Linked DNA regions of Sus scrofa: regions 1, 3 and 4 are each linked to region 2. The links are chromatin contacts, called in public Hi-C and HiChIP or PLAC-seq maps. All regions are on one chromosome and are shown on one strand. The core of a region is the stretch at or near the end of the contact, and the rest is flanking DNA. Distances in the headings are between cores, read along the strand shown.

Region 1 (2,909 bases), core at 151-2,650, 630 kb before region 2:
GCACATCTTCCTGTCCCCTTGAACTCCTGGCAGTCACTGATAGGCTCTCTGTCACTGTGCTTTGTCTTTCCAACAACAGCAATGATCAACTTATCCCATGGCTTCTCAGTTGGCAGAACTAAGGCTGATAGTTAGAAATTACAAAATTTTGGAGTTCCCGTCGTGGCTCAGTGGTTAATGAATCTGACTAGGAACCATGGGGTTGTGTGTTTGATCCCTGGCCTTGCTCAGTGGGTTAGGGATCCAGAGTTGCTGTGAGCTGTGGTGTAGGTCACAGACGCAGCTCGGATCTGGCATTGCTGTGGCTCTGGTGTAGGCCGGCGGCTACATTTCCGATTGGACCCCTAGCCTGGCAACCTCCATACGCCATGGGTGCGGCCCTAGAAAAGGCAAAAAGACAAAAAAAAAAAAAAAAAAAAAAAAAAAAGAAATTACAAAATTGCAAATTTGACTCCTTAAACAAGTTTGAGAGCTGCTCTCCAAAGATACAGGTTGTCGAGAGAGGTGGGAAGTGCCCCATCACTGGAAGTATTCAAGCAGAGGAAGTGGCTTCAGGGATATTAGAGGGTAGGAATTACCCACAGTCTTGTTGATAATCCGTATCTTGTGTAAATGAGCAGTGGAATAACCTAGATCGAATCTCGGTCACATTAAAAAAAATAATAGCATTAAAGTTGGTATTTAATCCAAAGCCACCTGTTTTCAATTCTGAGCAGCCCAGAGACCTGCCAGCACGTTTTTGCAGCCTCAAGTCACAAGACTTCCTCCCCTGCCCCCTCCTTCCTTGAGCCTTAAAGGTCACATGTAGGAGTCCCCTGGTGACCAACTGGGTTAAGTATCCGACGTTGTCACTGCTGAAGTTCGGGTCCCTGCTGCAGCATGGGTTCGATGCCCGGCCCAGGAACTTCCACAGGCAGCATTTGCGGCCAAGAAAAAAAAAAAAAAGGTCATTTAAGTTACACTCCAATATGAGCAACAATGCTTTCATGAGGGAGCTGCCAGCATCGGGCAACGTGATTTTCTCTTTGTTAGTTCTTTCAATTAACCCCCAATTCAAGAACCCTGTAATCCCCGACGATGTGTGTCCTGTGTCCGGGGATCCTCAGTTTACATCAGCAGCGCCCCCTCCCAGGCCATCTCTGGTCTGGCGCTCGCAGCTGCAGGTGAAGAGCGACAAAATCTCCCTCTAGTGGCTCAAGTGAGAACACTCCCGAGCCCTGCAAAGACCCAAAGCGTTAGAAGCCAGGACGGACAAAGACTGAGCCACTCCGGGGCACTTCCACCGCGTTGAAATCCCATCGACTGGCCGAGTTCATCCACACGAAGGATGGGCGCAGGGCGTAGCCTCCCAGTCCCGTGGGCATCGCCGCGCCTACCAACGGCCACCTAGCTGGTGGCCCGGGTTGCCCGCGTTCTCAGCCGCCACGAGAGGTGCTGAGCTCATCTCATTGTTATTTGAGGGGAAGAACCTGCTGGGCTTTTCTTTAATCCTGAGGTCCGAGTTCTCTTCACTCCTCACCCACTTGCTATCTTCTGAAGCTTTTTGTGCATGGGGGGATGGGGGTGATGACGACAGGTCTGTGACTTTTACCCCAAGGCAGCTGGATATTTTCCCTTTTGGTTACTCTTGTGGAATGAGGATATCCACGTCAGATCTGAACATTTTTGAGCCCTCCCTCAGGCTGGGAGGTACTGCCTTTCTCCCAGTGAATTTTTAATCAGCTTTTATGGAATTTGAGAGAAGGTGGAATTCAGGTTCGTGGATTTACCCTATGCTACTGCCTGTGAAGGGTGAGAACCCTGGGCTCCCTGTCCACCCCTGCTATTCCTCATCCCTGCCTGTTCAGAGGAGAGGGAGCCTGCTTTCCTGCGAGCTGCTGCCAGCTTTCTCCCTCCCTTCCCAGGAAAGAATTCCTCCCAGATGCTCGGACCCAGGCCACCTCCGACCAAGAGGGAGTCCTGGCTCCTAACCACTGGAGGAGCCACAGCTTTTCAGTAAGGTGGCGTCAATCCCCAAATGCCCCACAGATCCTCTGTGAGGGACAGCTCTGTTTTAGCCATCAGCACTTGGTTGGCTCAGTCCTGCTGCAGATAGAAAAGGTGCTCTGAAAAAATGGTATCAGTTTGTGTAAAGACTGCCACTGGATGTCCCAGGACTCCAATGACATAAAACATCTTAAAATATGAGAACAAAAATAATGTTAACAAAACTTAAGGTGCCCAACGTATTTCTTTCCTGCCTCTTGGTTGGTGGTCATGGGCGAAAGAGCCTGGGAACAAGTGAGGCAGGGGCAGATCATGAGGCCACAAAGCTTACATTCTTAGCGGCCTGCGTGGATCTCAATGAGGCCATGCTTTGCTCCGGCCCCAACTCCTTTCTCTCTGAAGCTCTGGTTATCATCAGAGGACCCCGTTTCTTTTCTCAAAGAGCCAGTGGGCAGCAGGGCTCTCCCGGCTCTGGCAAGTCATGTACTCTAAACCCCAGGTATCTAATTCACATCGCCCATCGAGAGCCCTGGCAAGTCATGTACTCTAAACCCCAGGTATCTAATTCACATCGCCCATCGTCCACACTGTAGGGCAGGCATTGTAGAAATGGAGGCTATGAGTATTTTTCTTGCCCACTCCTTTCACCAGGAAAGAATCACTGGGCAGCAGAAACAGAATCTTGTAAGACGCTAAAACATTTCATTCACTTTGGGTAAAAGGAGTTAATCTCTTGTACTAAGAGCCTTCGCTAAAGCATGTCAGTGTGGAAGAGAGCTGCTGTTCCTCCCCATGAGTGTGGCGCTGGAGCCTCCTACTGGGGATGGCCAAATGAAGTCACTATAGGAGGCCTGGGTCAGCGAGGCACAGATAAGTTCCTCCTGAAATCCTAACCTGTGAGCCTGCTTACCAGAGATGGGACA
Region 2 (3,020 bases), core at 505-3,004:
TGATACAAGATCTTCAAAGCAGGAAATAGTTTTCAAAATCAACTGAGTGCAGGTTAAAATTCAGTTTTCTAGGCTATACCAAGCCTAAGACTTACTAAACTAAAATGTCTGGTGGAACAGGTCAAGAATCTTAATTTTAATAAGCATCCAGCTGTAATTATGCACCCATGACCAACAGTTTGAGAGTCACTGGTTAAGGGCTTGAGCTGATTTGAGGGTATCTTTCTAAACCTATTCTTACTGATGAAATCTGTATTAAGAATCATCTCTTCTGGGAAGTTCTTGTCGTGGCTCAGTGGCAATGAACCCAACTAGTATCCGTGGGGATGTGGGTTCAATACCTGGCCTTGATCAGTGGCTTAAGGAGCCAGTGTTGCCACAGGCTATGGTATAGGCTGCAGATGCAGCTTGGATCTCACATTATTGCTGTGGCTGTGTCGTAGACCAGCAACTGCAGCTCCGATTCAACCCCTAGCCTGGGAACTTCCATACGCCTCGAGTGTGGCCCTAAAAAGACAAAAAAAAAAAAAAAGAATCATCTCTTCCTGTTATATTCTTCTGTATTTTACAGGAATTCTTAGCTACCTCCCCGTCCCAGATTCATGGATTCCTATGGACTCCCTACAAGACATGCCTAAAAACTTCTGAGTGTGTATGTAAAATGGTGTGCAAGTGTATGCTTTTTCCTAGGGTATGAGTCCATAGCTATCTTCAGATTGCCAAAGATGCTCCCAGATATCAAATAGTTGACCCACTGCTTTATAGGACTGATTATATGTAAATTCTTGCTCCCTGTTGTTGAAATTAGTTTTCCCTCTGATACACATGGATACTAAGTGACCCAAGCAACAGGATTATCAAGTTAAGAAATAAAATGAACAGACATTTATTGAGCATCCTGGGTGATGACAATACAGTGAACACATATGCATTCCTCACACAACTCTTTAGAAAGTAGCGTTGTCTCTATCTAGGTTTCTAATAGCAGTACTAATTATTGAGCACTTACTATTTGATAAGTACTCTTCTAAGCACTTCACATATGGTAGCTTATTTAAATCTTACAACACCTCTATAAAGTGGATTCTGCTATTACCCCCATTTTTCAGTGGAGGAAACTGACTTTTTATGAAGTCCTCTTCCCTCATTTCTGCATCCTAATAACAGTAACAACAACAACAACAATAATAATAATAGTTTGCTTTCATTGAACTCATGTGCCAGGCACTATTCTAAGCACTCCTTTTCCAGACAAAGAACCTGAGGCACAAAAAAGTGACCTTCCCAAAGACAGCCAGCCAGCAATAGACAGAGCTAGCATTCAAACTCTAGTCTGGCTAGAGAGCCCATACCCAGCCATGCTTTCTAACTGCCACAAGTTCTAGCCTCCAGCTTAGGGAATAATTATTGATTCTGTGGGCCCTAGTTTCTGTGGATGCCCACCTCTAGTCTAACGGATTCCTTTTCTTTCCTCTTCTCAAGCTCCATTTCCATACCAGGCTGCAGGGGTGGCCCCCACGTTTCCACAAGCATCTGTATGCTCAGCTTATGCTGCATGTGGGTCCTGGGTTACAATGTGCCTGGCCACCCTTGCTCTGTCCCAGTTCCCAGCTTCCCGGACCACACAAGGTCACACCAGTTGCTCAGGGGCTCTCAGATGCATTTACAATCATAGACACAATAGGCCTGGCAGCCCTGCTGGCTTGCAGAGGAACTGGGCAGTATCACATTTCAAATATTGCCTCTGAGTAATGCTGAGACCATTCAGAGCCCGGTTAAAAAAACACAGTCACGACTCTCCTCGGGACACGGGCTGTTGATTTTGTTAGGTGAGATCACTTGAGGAATATAAAACGCAAGAGAAAGAGTGGCAAAAAGGAAAAACAATAGGTTGGTAGAAAGGGTCATACAAAAGTCAGGAAGCGGTGAAGGAACAGCCTGGCCACAGCGTTCCATTCAGTTTAAACCTAGGGTTTAAGCGGTTAAGGAAAAATCAATCCGTACTTGTTTCAATTCCTTCCCAACTATAAAACGTTTACTTGCATGGTGGCTTTGTGTGTGTGTGTGTGTGTGTGTGTGTGTGTGTGTATCAACTATGACTTAAAAAACCTGACAGTAGCCAAACGCTCAGCACACACACAGCAAAGGTTTTGTGTTCAAAGCACACACCGTCCATACAGCTAAGCATCTATTGATGCTGGGCTTTTAATGTTATGCAAGACTTTTTCCTTCCTTTACTGGCCACTGAGTGACTGTGCTGATTCAACATTTTATAGATGCATAAATTTCCCTTTAGAGGCTGTGCCGAGAATGTGTGCCTCCCTGGGCCAGTTTCTTATTGAAATCAGATGATGCAGGCAGTCTCTCTTGCATTTCAGTGAGAGGCTGCCCCCTAGTGAATATTTTCAGCTATACACTAAACCGACAAATTTATTGTTGCAAACACTGCAGAGGTTTCTCCACACAAACGAGAAACGTCCTTCAGTTGTCAAGGAAGTGACAGTGTTGTGTAATTTAACCATCAATCAGATGTTGCTTTCCTTTCAACTTCCCCCAGCCTATTTTTGGTAGGTTTCAGTGTTCTGTAAAGTTTTCTTTGATAATTCAAGATGTCTCTGATTTTTAAAAATACACACAATGATATATTCTTTTTTAAGCCAATAAAAATATTTTCATGGAACTAAGGGTAAGGGGTTGATGATCAGCATCCTTTCCTGTTCTGACAGTGAGTTGTACATGTATTTCATTTCATTTCCACTTATTTTATTTGACTATTTGGCGATAGTTTTCCTAGCTGGGATAATTACATAGAGCAAAAAAATTTGCTTTTGGAAGGTAACTATAGGAGTTCCCGTCATGGTGCAGTGGTTAACGAATCCGACTAGGAACCATGAGGTTGCAGGTTCGATCCCTGGCCTTGCTCAGTAGGTTAAGGATCCGGCATTGCCGTGAGCTGTGGTGTAGGTCGCAGACGCAGCTCGGATCCCGCATTGCTCTGGCTCTTTCGTAGGCCGGTGGCT
Region 3 (3,076 bases), core at 467-2,966, 600 kb before region 2:
ATTAGCTATTGTTGTTAGCACACTAAAAAGAGGAAGAGCTTACATTTTTGATGAAGGGCTCCTCCTCTTACCTTTGCATTATTAAATTAAATTCTCAGGAGAGGAACTTCTGGTTCAGAAGTTATAAGCATTTTTGGGAACTGGTTTGTTTCCCATGGGATTTGATTCTGCAAGATTTAACGAGCTGGTGACGGCTGCTGCCTTGGCTTCACACAGAAAAAAGAAACGTTCCAGCTGTAGTTAAGGATAAAGTTACTGGAAAATGCCTTTCAGAAAAAAACTGTTTCATAGTAACACCTACATCTTCCACCCAAGATCTTTATGCTTTAATAAAATCTTACTCCATGATTTATTGTTCGTCTCTGGCAGAACCTGAGTAGAAAGGTGTAGAAAGGTGACTGGAGGGGGACTGCTGGGGGGTGTGTGTGTCACCATCCAGGGTGGTAACAGCTGCCTGACGCAGTCTCATCGTAAGCCTGACGTGGCATTCAAAGCACTCGGGAGTTAAAACACTGGCACACTTCTAGGTGTGGTCCCTTGTAAAAGCCAGACTTCCTTCCTTGGTAGAGAATGTATGGGGGTTTTGGTTCTGCAAGACAGCCCTCACCCCCCTGGCCTCCCAGGATGGTTCCAGCGCTTTTGCTTTCATGGCAATGATTTACTCATAAGCTTCCAGCCTGTGGAGGGAACAGCTCAACAATATGCACATTTAGACCCTGCTCTACTGTACACACTGGGTGAGGGAGACGTGAACACGTCACAGTCCCAAAGGTATGATCACACTGTCTTAGAGGTACCAGGAGCATCGCACGTGTCTTTAAGTATTTCTCTTGTCCTAGAGGTGCCAAAATTTTCTGTTTTTAGTACAGTAACAGGGCTTAAGACAAACATTCAGGAAACGAAACGGGCAATAAAAACCCGTGAAAGATTTCCAGCCTTTTTACTAGATTTGTAATTTTTCCTCTAAACATTACCTTTTCTGTCTCCTCGCAGAGGATAAGGCCCTAGTAACTTTCCCTATGTAAAGAACATTCCAGAATGTGGGTAAGAGCAGTTTTCAAGCCCTCCTGGGCATGTACCCAATCTGAAAAGTCAAAGTAACACAGAAAGCAGATGTAAAACAAGCTTAGGTCTTTGGATGGAGTTGGCCAGCAGTCATGTACGCACTTCACTGGAGCTCTTCCATGACCCAGGCAAAGCTCTGGACAATGTGGCCGAATGATGCCATTGCAACAATGGGAATGTGCATGAACATGGTGGTGACCAGACACTTTTTTTTTTTTTTGTCTATTTAGGGCCGCAGCTGTAGCATATGGAAGTTCCCAGGCTAGGGGTCAAATCAGAGTCACAGCTGCTAGCCTACACCACAACCACAGCAACACCAGATCTGAGCCACGTCTGCAACCCACACCACAGCTCATGGCAATACTGCTCCTTAACCCACTGAGTGAGGCCAGGGATCAAACCTGCATCCTCATGGATACTAGTCAGATTCGTTTCTGCTGAGCCACGATGGGAACGCCGACACTTTTTTCTTTTAAAAAACTCTCTGCCCTTAGCACACAAGGACTTATTCAGACTCCATTAATATCAAGAAGAGGTCCAGAAAGAGTGATGTGATCACACTGCCTCCTGCAGTATTGAATATATGCATGGCCTTGGTCCAGGGGTAACCTTGTGTGCGCTTCCCACAGAATCAAAAACAGAGCGCAGCAGGGCAAGCAGCCTGTGGAGAACTGCAGCTAACATGCCATGTGCATTAGTCTTCTTGGAGGCTGTACTCTCTTCCAGGAAGGTACTGGAAGAACATTTTTTTAGACAAATCCTTGAATCGTGACCATGAGCGACAGTGTTTTTGCCTTGGGCACATCTCCTAATTTGGACATCAGTTCTCACTAGGACTTCTCATCACTTGTTTCTAACATCCACTGGGTGGGAAACCACCACTGCATGATTTCTCCAGAATGGAATTTTTATCAAGCAAATAGGACGTACTTATTTTTGAGTTCTATGGAATTCACCTAGATTGTCCCACAGAAGTTTTCAGTTTTTTGACCCTTCTTGGGGTCCTTCCAAGCAAAACTGACTTACTGCAAAACAGCCAGTGCTCAAAGTCAAGGTAAATCCAAAGGACAAGGCTTCAACATTTTCAGGGAAAAATGAGACTGGGTAGGGATGGATAGAAGGAAAGGCCTCATGAGCAATTTTTTTTAACACCAACTATAAAGTAATGCTTGAAGAATTTACCATAAGATAATGAAAATACGGTAACATCAGACACAAAAGCACCAGATTTTTTAAAAGTAAAATCAGAAAGCGGATTGCAGAAAACATGGTGCTGCAGTATACCGGATTCTTTTGGAACTCTAGATATCTACCACATTACGTTCCATGTCCCAGGTCAGTGTGGGGTATGCCTGGCCTGGGGAACCCAGCCACACCACCCTGATATGAAAAGTGTGTTGGCAGAGGGATGATGGGTGGCATATCAGAAGTGACAACTCATGGAGTTCCCGTCGTGGTGCAGTGGTTAACGAATCCGACTAGGAACCATGAGGTTGCGGGTTCGATCCCTGCCCTTGCTCAGTGGGTTAACGATCCGGCGTTGCCGTGCTGTGGTGTAGGTTGCAGACTCGGCTCGGATCCCGCGTTGCTGTGGCTCTGGCGTAGGTCGGTGGCTACAGCTCCAATTCAACCCCTAGCCTGGGAACCTCCATATGCCACGGGAGTGGCCCAAGAAATAGCAACAATAACAACAACAACAACAACAAAAAAAAGACAAGACAAAAGACAAAAGACAAAAAAAAAAAAAAGAAGTGACAACTCATGTGTGTAGTTGACCTCCTTCTGCTCTACCATCTAGAAACCTCCTTAAGAGTGTCACACTGTTCAGCTTGTCAATGTGCAGAAAGTGTCTTTTGGGGACTGTGTCTAATACAGGTTTCTCTTCTCCTTGGCTAATGTCACGGGCAAATCACCAGTCGTGCAAGAATCTGAGTGCTCTGATGCAAATCATCCTGGGTAATTCTGTGTATGCCGGCTAAGCAACTTGATCGTTACATAAACCATCCTCTGA
Region 4 (2,858 bases), core at 140-2,639, 560 kb before region 2:
GCACTGATGGGTGGTGATGAGGGTGGGAAGCTTTCTTTGAACTTGACCTGAGGGTGAAAAGAGGGAATAGAAGAGAATACAGGAGGACTGAGGAATGTGACATGATTATCTCTCTGGTGCTTATTTGACAAAATACATTTTACATATAATCTATAGTATGACCCTAATGATACAAGCTCCCACTCTCTTGTAAGGAACATGGGATGTGTTCCAGAACATGTGTAAAATACAAGACCAAGTCTTAAGTCAATACTAAGTACCCTTTTCCACTATTAAACTGTTCAGAGCTCAACTTATCAAAATATTTGTTTTTCTTTTACCTGGGTTGGCCCCCACCAGGCCAACACCAGCTCCAAACTGTATCCAAAGGAAAGCTATAACTGCCCCTTTACATCCAGCCCTACCCTGGGCTCACTGATTGCTCCAAGTCCCTGCTTGTTTCCTCTTCCAAACACCCTGACTCAGAAAGAAAGCAGGAAATGGCCTGAATCTGCAGCTGGCTTCCTAGAACTGATTCCGGGCCTTTCCCAAACCATGCACCCCACTTACAAAGGTGATGGGATGGGATGGGATGGAAATATATGCAACTGACGCAGGGTATGGGGTGTGGACAGGAATAAGCCCTTTTAGGTTCAGTAAATGAAAAACTAAATCTCCTTCTAGGTGCTGGGCATAAAACACAAGAGATGCTCAATCAGAAGAATCAGACAGAAGCTGCAATGAAAAGTCAGGAGATAATAACGAACCAGTATCTTTAAAGCTGACCAGTGAAACTGTGCAACTCTCCAGCATGAGCCCTGAATGGTGAACCTTAAAGGAAACAGAGACAGGAAGTGCATTCATTTTAAGCAGATGAAAACTTGAGGGATACAGCACCTATTCTAGTACCGTGTGTAACGAGATGCCTGTATCATTGGGCAATGACGATTATTTTGAGGGCTCATTTCTATAAATATTTTCATCCTGTTCCACGAGGAATCCATTACTGCTCATAGAACAATTACCTACAGTACCTCGAGATTTCCAATTCTCTGACACAGCATTGCATAAGGAGATGTTGCAGAACAGGAGAATAAGATGTAGAAAGGCACTTAAGGTCCTCAACAACACAAGCTGGAATAAACAGTGAGCTAATGAATGGGGAATTTATATTTCTAATGAGTGTACAATGGACATGTAGGCAGTTACGGTAAGAACCAGGAGAGAAGCCATGACAAGTGCCTGATTGCCAGGATAAACTTTTTAAATAACTGTCACAGTTTCTAAGGGCTTTCACCCACATATCTTCTCCAAAGCCTCATGACAATCCAGCAATGGAGATTGGTCCTATATTACAGAGGAAGGAAACTCACGCTAAGGGGAAAAGTGACTCATCTTTCCACAGCACGCAGGATCTCTGGTAGATGCTCAGTTAAAAAAAAATGAATCTGAGTCAGCGTCTGCCTGCAGCTCACTGGGTAGCCACTTCTAGTGAAAATGTGTGTTAAGGAAACTAGTTGGCTGAAATGGGAAAAGATTATTGTTACCAAAGAAAGCCAAGATTGGACCTGGGCCATGAAGAGTGGATTGGGCCGCAGAAATAAGGCAGCATAAACTTCTTTTGGGAAACAAAACATTTAAATCCAAAGTTCATCCTTTTGGTCACCCTTCCAGGCTAAGCTGAAAGCACAAGTTAAAAATTTATACTAAGAAAAGCAGAGACTCGAGATGATTTGGGGGAAAATACAACCCCAAATTATAGTCTTTCAGCCAAATAAGAAAGCTATGATGTATATCTCAGACTTTACCCTGGAATGGGGAAAACAAAAGGTACTTATTTCAGATAAAAAGGTCCAAAAACTTTCCAGCTAATCACCTAACAAAAAGCAAAATTATGATAATTAAATTCTACCTCAATCCTCCATGCAGAAGAAAGAGGAAGAAATGCCTAGAATCTAAAGAATATGATTTATATACATAGGGACAGTGGAGAGAAACGAGTAGTTTCTGAAGAAATGGCATGTGACCTCTTCATTGCCTGCAGAGAGGATGAGAGAATGTATAAGACATTATTTTTGGGAAAATATATATATATTTTAATGTAGGTATTTTATTATCAAACTAATCAACCAAGTGATAAAAAAGGGAAAGGCATTTAAGGATTTGCAGTACTGTCAGGCTTTACTCAGAATACAGAGTTGCAGGGAGAAAGAAGGCAGCACGAATGTCCAGGAGCATCCAATTCATCAAGTGGCTGGGCCTCTCTTATTGTTACAGCCAAGCAGCGAGGCTGGGACATGACAATTACAGGACAGCAACCTCCTAGGGAACTGTTTAAATTGCTGTATGTGAAAAATGGTAATGTGCTGGAGACAACAGTGACAATCAATTTTGTGACATGATCTGGCTCTTCTCTTGCCAAATGAAAAGAAGGAAAGCTAAGGTGTGCGTGTTCGAGGTTCCTTTTCATTTGTTCTCCTCAGGTGCAGAAGGCACAGGCTGGATCTTCCTAAGCCCTGGGCTAATTGGCCTTGCAATCCTGATGTAACTGTATCCCAGGCAGCCATGCCAATTAAAAACTTCCCAGTCAAGAAGGACTCTTTCCCCCAGGATCTTCATTATGCATGTGTACAACTACACGTGATGTCCACCGTTCTTGGTGCCCTCTCCTTTAGAGGGCACATGTATCAGGTGGAGTCATCCCGCCAGGCGTTCCAAGCCAGGTTGAATGATTTCTTTTTTAGGGTCTTCACGGCTGGCAGAGAGGATCCAGGTAGATGTAAAAAATATCATTTGGAATGGTCACCAAATCTGATATACTTCTGCTGAGACTACAAATTAGTTCAAACCTCTACCCAAAGCGAGTTAGGATATGCTGT

Evidence for each region. Hi-C and Micro-C count contacts between places; a contact is called where the count stands out from the background. HiChIP or PLAC-seq counts read pairs in DNA pulled down with a chosen protein or histone mark.
Region 1: an H3K27ac HiChIP or PLAC-seq map of skeletal muscle shows a contact between it and region 2. The contact joins two enhancer-like sites. A contact is called at or near these places in 7 of 47 Hi-C or Micro-C datasets (embryonic fibroblasts, liver, mesenteric adipose tissue and 4 more) and 1 of 2 datasets of contacts at active chromatin or transcription factors (skeletal muscle).
Region 3: a Hi-C map of embryonic fibroblasts shows a contact between it and region 2, with 1.7 times the contacts expected there. The contact joins two enhancer-like sites. A contact is called at or near these places in 1 of 47 Hi-C or Micro-C datasets (embryonic fibroblasts) and 1 of 2 datasets of contacts at active chromatin or transcription factors (alveolar macrophages).
Region 4: a contact with region 2 is called in an H3K27ac HiChIP or PLAC-seq map of alveolar macrophages. The contact joins two enhancer-like sites. A contact is called at or near these places in 2 of 47 Hi-C or Micro-C datasets (embryonic fibroblasts and epiblast stem cells) and 2 of 2 datasets of contacts at active chromatin or transcription factors (alveolar macrophages and skeletal muscle).

Annotation. Positions count from the first base shown.
Region 1 is chr15:67,189,036-67,191,944 of Sscrofa11.1, forward strand. No RefSeq gene overlaps it. Among named protein-coding and RNA genes, the nearest start is that of ITGB6, 70 kb to the left of the region's middle. Within about 2 kb of position 1,401, at least 40 of the 83 cell types and tissues checked have an H3K27ac peak or open chromatin away from gene starts, as enhancers often do. A contact at or near this core is called in retroperitoneal adipose tissue, skeletal muscle and subcutaneous adipose tissue, where this site is marked.
Region 2 is chr15:67,814,732-67,817,751 of Sscrofa11.1, forward strand. No RefSeq gene overlaps it. Among named protein-coding and RNA genes, the nearest start is that of TANK, 150 kb to the right of the region's middle. Within about 2 kb of position 1,755, at least 33 of the 83 cell types and tissues checked have an H3K27ac peak or open chromatin away from gene starts, as enhancers often do. A contact at or near this core is called in alveolar macrophages, embryonic fibroblasts, retroperitoneal adipose tissue and 2 more, where this site is marked.
Region 3 is chr15:67,212,680-67,215,755 of Sscrofa11.1, forward strand. The region is part of intron 6 of RBMS1 (RNA-binding motif, single-stranded-interacting protein 1); the gene reads right to left. Among named protein-coding and RNA genes, the nearest start is that of ITGB6, 93 kb to the left of the region's middle. Within about 2 kb of position 1,717, at least 7 of the 83 cell types and tissues checked have an H3K27ac peak or open chromatin away from gene starts, as enhancers often do. A contact at or near this core is called in embryonic fibroblasts, where this site is marked.
Region 4 is chr15:67,251,257-67,254,114 of Sscrofa11.1, forward strand. The region is part of intron 2 of RBMS1 (RNA-binding motif, single-stranded-interacting protein 1); the gene reads right to left. Among named protein-coding and RNA genes, the nearest start is that of ITGB6, 130 kb to the left of the region's middle. Within about 2 kb of position 1,390, at least 7 of the 83 cell types and tissues checked have an H3K27ac peak or open chromatin away from gene starts, as enhancers often do. A contact at or near this core is called in alveolar macrophages and embryonic fibroblasts, where this site is marked.